Regions from separate parts of the Sus scrofa genome. Here region 2 is linked to region 1. Evidence: chromatin contacts called from public Hi-C data. All regions are on one chromosome and are shown on one strand. The core of a region is the stretch at or near the end of the contact, and the rest is flanking DNA. Distances in the headings are between cores, read along the strand shown.

Region 1 (3,355 bases), core at 601-3,100:
CAGACAGCAAACACCATGGGTGTTAAGCAGAAGCAGCCTAGTGAAACATGTCGTAAATGGAACTTCTACAGTCGGTTAAAAGCCAGTGCAAACACATTTATAGTTTCACATTTGTGTGACTGGGGTCAGACCAAGACAGGTTCAAATCCTAGGCTTCTTTCTTAAAGTGTCACTGTCAGCAGGTTACCTCGACCTCCCCAAGGGTCAGTCTGCTGTTCTGTGAAAGGCGACATCCTCATTTCCTTCAAGGATTCTTTCTTCAACAAATATTTACAGATCCCTGACTCGTTGCCAAGCATTATTCTAAGGCCTGGGAAATACAGCAGTGATGGGACAAGGTTCCTGCCCAGGTGGGGCTTACATTCCAATGGGATGAGATGATTAAAAAACAAATGATTCAGAAATTCCCATCATGGCACAGCGGAAACAAATCCAAATCCGACTAGGAACCATGAGGTGGTGGGTTCGATCCCTGCCCTTGCTCAGGGGGTTAAGGATCCAGTGTTGCCGCGAGCTGTGGTGGAGGTCATAGATGCGGCTCGAATCTGGCATTGCTGTGGCTGTGGCTCTGGCTGTGGCTGGCAGCTGTGACTCCTATTGGACCCCTAGCCTGGGAACCTCCATATGCCATGGGTATGGCCCTAAAGAGCTAAGAAAAACAAAAGAAAACAAACAAACAAAAAAACCAAATAAATTATTCAGTGTTAGGATAAAGTGTTAATAGAGAAAAAAAAGCAGCAGGGATGGAGGGGACAATTCCATAAAAAGTTTAGGGAAGGCCTTAAAAAGAGGTATTTACAGAGATGGTGCCACCTCTGGCAGCACGGTGTAGCAGGGGACGGCGCGCCAAGGCTGTGCAGGCACCGCACACCCTCTGCTGAGCCCCGTTCTGGTGCTGAAGACCCAGGCGTCAACACTGCAAGTAGTGCTCCCTGCCCTCCTGGGCTCACAGTCTAGTGGAATGAGAGTAACACCAGCATATGGGTCCCACATGGGACCTGTTCCTTCAGTCTAGAAGGGCCAGAGGGCTCCCCACTCCCTTGCCCCCTTGAGAGCAAGGCCAGAAGAAGGAAGAACTCGCTTTAGTTTTTATTTATTTATTTATTTTATTTTATTTTTAGGGCCACACCTGCATCATACGGAAGTTCCTGGGCTAGGGGTCAAATCAGAGCTGCAGCTGCCAGGCTACACCACAGCCACAGCAACACAGGATCCAAGCCTTGTCTGCGACCTACGCTGCAGCTTGAGGCAACGCTGGATCCTTAACCCACTGAGTGAGGCCAGGGATCAAACCCATGTCCTCATGAATACTAGTGAGGTTCTTAACCCACTGAGCCACAATGGGAACTCCAAGAATTCACTTTTAAACCCTCTGCCACTCCAGGCCTCTCTTAGGCAGTTCAGAATTGAGCCCTCTGATAAAACCGCACCCTGCTGAATCTCAACTGGTTTAATTCTGTCTCAATGGGACTCTGGTGGCTGAGCTGGAGAACCTGGGGCCGCTTCTCTGCTCAAGTCCAAGACCGAGGAGGATCTGGCTTCAGTCTTCCAAGGTGGACATGAGCTGCCAAGGAATCTCATCTCAATTCATCTAAAAAGGGAGGCGAGGGAGGAAGGCAGAGGCCTGCTGCAGAGGTGGACGGGGACCTGTTTGCCGTCACAGGGAGGGAAACTGGTTTGGTTTCATCAAAAGGAACAAGAAGCCTCTGACTTGCACACTAAATTGGAGGGGTTTTATTATCCCAGCTTCAGGCTGGGTGTTAAACACACAAACACTGGATCCAGCCAGCCCGAAGAAGAGACACGATAATTGATCATTCCCACTGGCTGAAACCCAGCAAGCATTCCTGTGGCCAGGTTGGGCAACTCCAGGAACTGTTTGCTTATTGATTAGAAAGAAAAGCCTCCTTCCCACACCACAGAATCTGCCCACTTTTCCTTTCTGTTGGGCTCCCCCAGGGTAGGGAGGGACCCACGTTCCGAATTCCAAAACAATTTGGAAAAACCTTCACCTCCAACTCCTGCCAACCCCTCACAGGAAGGGGCACAGACCTGGGATGGGGGACAGGGTCCAAGGTCCCTGTGCAGCAGGAGGGACTCTCCCGATCTTGGTGGACCACTTGTGAAATAAAGTACTTTGACCAAAATACCTCTAACCTCATTTCCATCAGGGTCTAGTATAATGTGTCCTGAGACTCTCCTGGGACACTTTTAAAAATATAAAAATAAACAGACCAGGCCTGGGCGCCATGCCCCAGGCTAACTGAATTAGATCTCCAAGGCTGGTAATGCCCAGGCCAAGGTATATTTCAAACCTTCCCCAGGCACTTGGAGCACCCAGGGGAGGGTGGAAAATGATCCTATACAAGAGGCGTAACAAGTTTACATTATTACAACCACGTAGAGAGACGGAAGCATCACTCTCTTTTATCAGTAAAGGCTCAGAGATATTAAATGGCTCTCCCAAGGTCACACAGCGATGAGTGGCAGGGCTAGGATTCAAGAGCATGTCTGTCTGGTCCCAAGACCTACAGTCTTAACCCCTGCACTGTTCTGCCGTCCACACCTGATCTCCTGGGTCTCCCTCCTCTGCAGGATATGAGCAGACGCAGTCATCTCCCTTTCATTTCCTCAGAGCTGTTGGATGATAACATGATGGGAAAAACACACACACCTCACATTCCTCAGGCACCTCTAAACAGGGTGTTTTATTACATCCTTTTTTTTTTTTTTTTGTCTTTTTGCCTTTTCTAGGGCCACTCCCGAGGCACATGGAGGTTCCCAGGCCAGGCGTCAAATCGGAGCTGCAGGTGCCGGCCTACGCCACAGCCACTGCAACATATATTCATTTTTTTTTTTTTCCTCCTAAATCTTAGTTTTTTGTCTTTTAATTTCAAAAGCAGTACCTTGTGTACATGCAAGGGGAAAAGTAACAAAACACAGATGACATAGCAGCATTACTCATAATAGGTCCAAAGTGGAAACAACCCAGATGTCTACCAACTGATGAAGGAATAAACTGTAGTACACCCACCCAAGCGAATGTTATTCAGCAATGAAAAGAAATGAATTACTGCTAAAAGCTACACCATGGATAAATATGCTAAGAAGCCAGTCACGAAAGACCATGTACTCTATGGTTTAATTTATATGAAATGTCCAGAATAGGCAAATCCATAGACCCAAAAACAGATCAGTGGTCACCTTGGGTTGCGGGGCTAGGGATGGGAAGAGCCTGGGGGTGCCAGCTAAGGGGTGAGGGATGATGAAATGGTCTAAAATTGTTTGCAATGGCACAATTTTCAATATATTGAAAAGTCACTGACTCCTACACTTTAAATGGGTTTTAATGTAT
Region 2 (3,355 bases), core at 512-3,011, 43 kb after region 1:
AGTACACTGTGTCCATTTTTCATTCCCTGAGTCAGAGCTACTAGACTTAAAAAAAAAAAAACCAACATTATTCCTTGGGGAAACAGTACCTGTATCAAAATGTTTTCATCTCTATGAGCAAAAGCCACAACCTGGTAACCAAGAGAGGGCTCCTCAGTCGCCCCAGAGATGGTACAGATAGGGCCTGGGAGGCAGATCCTAGTTCAGATTCCTACTCTGCTGACCCTGCGGCAAGTGGACCCCACCCTCGGAGCCTCCCGCTTGCTCATCCGTAAAACGGGAATTGCCCACCCCCCACCCTCTTCCCACACATCAGGTTTTTGCAGCCTGAAATGACCAAACAGTTTCTAAGGGGTCAGGACGACATGAGACCCACTGATGGCCTCCAATAAGTGCCCACCCCAACTAAGTTAACCGTGCAAGACAGCCTCCTCAACCCCAAGCCCCTATCGCGGTCTAAGTTTAGATCCCTGCATCGGCTGAAATTACAATAGAGTGTCCTGTGAGCCAGGGAAGAAAGAAAGGGCTTGCCCAGGGGCTTGGGAGGGCAATTTCTCAGACCCTTCCCTCTCCCATCCCACCCTGATCCGGGACACCCGTAGCGCGCTCTCACCTCGGCCCAGGACTCGGCCTCTCTCCAAGTGCCGCCGGGGCACGGTGAACGTGTAGCTCTTGGCGCCAAAGCCAGGATTGCAGGGCTCCGGCTCTTGGCAGAGCCACGATGAGACCTGGGATGGGGGAAGGAAGGAACCGGGTGACTCGGGGTGGGGTGGGGGGTCCCCTCCTGCCCACACCGAAACCAACAGCGCCTCCCCTCCCTCGCTCCCGGCGCCAGGCTGTGGGAGGGAACCACCCCTCCCACTCCCGCCCCCGGGGCAGGCAGTCACACCGAAGTCTTTCATTCGGACACCTGCGGCCGCCAAGCTCCCGGGGATTCGCCGGAAGGGGGCTGCTGGGTCACCTCCTCCAGACCTAGCACCCCTTTCCCCTGTCCTTCCAGTCTCTTTTTTAATTTCCCGGGAGGCGTCTTTATTCTTCCCAATTCTACCGTCCTTGTACCGAGACCGCTTCCACTCCTAAGTCCAGTTCCTCAGACGGAGGGGCGTTCCAACCCCTTTTGGACCCCACTTTCCTGTCCCAGGGGGCGCCCCCGTACCTACTCACTACCCTTCCTTTACAGGGCAGGTGCCTTTATTTCCACTGGTTCCCCTTTCTTTACCTCAGGGGTCGTTCCCAGGCCGCTTCACCTGGGCTCCTCTATCCCGTACCCCAACCCCCACCCCACTCCGGGCCTTCCCCTTCCCCACGGAGTCCCCAGTAGCTGCAGCGGGGCGTGCCCCCCCCCCCACCTCGGGTATTTGCCGGAGGGAGTAAGCAAAGCGGCACTCGCCCTTCACCCGCACCCGCTCCCAGTTCCTTCTCCATGGAGTCCACCACGGCGCAGTTTCCAGGCGGTTCAGGCCCTTTGAACCCAAACTTTTTTGGAAGAAGAGGGAGCGGGGACGACAGGAGCGAGGAAGGGACGACGAAAGAGAGGAAGGGGTTAGGGGACCGGGCGCGGATGGTGGTACAGGGAGGCATTCCCTTTAAAGTCGGGGACCCAACGTACCTGCAACAGCAGCAGGAGAGCAGAGAGACTGCGGCACGGAGGGCCCATGGCGGGCCGGGCGGGGACTGGGTAGGGTCCGGCCGGGCTAGGCCGGGCTAGAGTCTGGCAGGACTTCCGCGAACTCACAGGTGCCTTGAGGCTCCGGACGCCACTGAGCTGGGCAGCGCCGCGGGAGCCAGGTGAGCCGCGAAGGTCCCGCCCCCGGAACCACTGATTGGCTGAAGGTGCACCTGCCAGCCGCAGCCAATGAGCGGCACGGCGCGACCTCGGCTTCCTCCTCGGGCGTGGGCGCAAGCTCCGCCCCCGATCCCGCCCCCCTGCCTCGCGCCGACCCGGTGACCCTTTACAGTAGACTCAGGGTAGGGGGTAGGAGCGCCACTGATACCTGCTACCACCAGGTTTAAATAACAGCTTCACTAACATCTGGGGCGAGAAAGTATTTTACCCTTTAACTACTGTCTTTTTAACTGCAGGTCTCCGTCGGTTCGTGGATCTGCGAATCAATTCACTGGATAGGATCCCCCTTTCAGAGGCTCAGTTTCTCCACCTTCCAAATGGGAATAGTACTAACCTCTCCCTATGTCGTGATGAAGATGACATGCAGTTAATAAGACCAGTGTTTCCGGAGTTCCCGTCGTGGCGCAGTGGTTAACGAATCCGACTAGGAACCATGAGGTTTCGGGTTCGATCCCTGCCCTTGCTCAGTGGGTCAACGATCCGGCGTTGCCGTGAGCTGTGGTGTAGGCTGCAGACTCCGCTCGGATCCAGCGTTGCTGTGGCCCTGGTGTAGGCCAGCAGCTTCAGCTCCGATTAGACCCCCAGCCTGGGAACTTCCATATGCTGTGGGAGCGGCCCAAGAAATGGCAAAAAGACAAATAATAATAATAATAATAAAATAAAACTAACCATGTTAATATATATATATTAAAAAAAAAAAGACCAATGTTTCCTGCACCATAAAAGCTCTATACAGATATGAGGGGTAATAATAGGTGACAATAGGTGCTGGGCATTAAAAGTTACTGTGCCAGGCTCTGTGCTAAGCATTTCAGTAACCACCTCATTTAGTCTCATCTCAAGACGCACATGAACTGTTATTATTCCCATTTGATAGACAGGCAACTGAGGCCTAAAGAATTTGAAGCCATTAGGGAGGTGGCCACCTCCCTCAGATTCTAGTGTGTCCTTTAATGTTGACTGGAAAAAACTCATTAGTAGAGTTCCTGTTGTGGCTCAGCAGTTAACAAACCCAACTAGTATTCATGAGGATGCAGGTTCAATCCCTGGCCTCACTCAGTGAGTTAAGTATCCTTGGTATTGCTGTAACCTGTGGTGTAGGTTGAAGACGAGGCTTGGATCCAGCGTTGCTGTGGCTATGGTGCAGGCCGGCAGCTACAGCTCCGATTTGACCCCTAGCTCGGAGCTACAGCTGCCAGCCCACACCACAGCAACGCAGGATCCGAGCCGTGTCTGCGACCTACACCACAGCTCACAGCAATGCTGGATCCTTAACCCGCTGAGCAAGGGATCGAATCAGCAACCTCATGGTTCCTAGTTGGATTCATTTCCACTGCGCCACAACAGGAATTCCTCCCTTCACTCTTGAAGCATATCAACATGTGGAGTCAGCCACTCACCAGCTGTGTGCACTGGGCATGTCAGTGTTTTCATCCATTATAAATGGATCCTTAACGGGCTAATACCAGAAAATAACTAAGTACAGTACTTGGCACCTAGTAGCAATGG

The links. A called contact is a pair of places that touch in the nucleus more often than the background predicts.
Region 2: a contact with region 1 is called in a Hi-C map of liver, with 2.3 times the contacts expected there. The contact joins the promoter of CDH1 here to the enhancer-like site in region 1. A contact is called at or near these places in 1 of 5 promoter capture datasets (liver), 6 of 47 Hi-C or Micro-C datasets (embryonic fibroblasts, liver and skeletal muscle) and 1 of 2 datasets of contacts at active chromatin or transcription factors (skeletal muscle).

The regions. Positions count from the first base shown.
Region 1 is chr6:18,111,516-18,114,870 of Sscrofa11.1, forward strand. The region is part of intron 2 of CDH1 (cadherin 1); the gene reads right to left. Among named protein-coding and RNA genes, the nearest start is that of TANGO6, 42 kb to the left of the region's middle. Within about 2 kb of position 1,851, at least 5 of the 83 cell types and tissues checked have an H3K27ac peak or open chromatin away from gene starts, as enhancers often do. A contact at or near this core is called in liver, where this site is marked.
Region 2 is chr6:18,154,225-18,157,579 of Sscrofa11.1, forward strand. It overlaps CDH1 (cadherin 1), which reads right to left and starts at 1,762. Exons shown (of 16, transcript NM_001163060.1): 1 at 1,610-1,762; 2 at 614-728. The coding sequence starts at 1,657.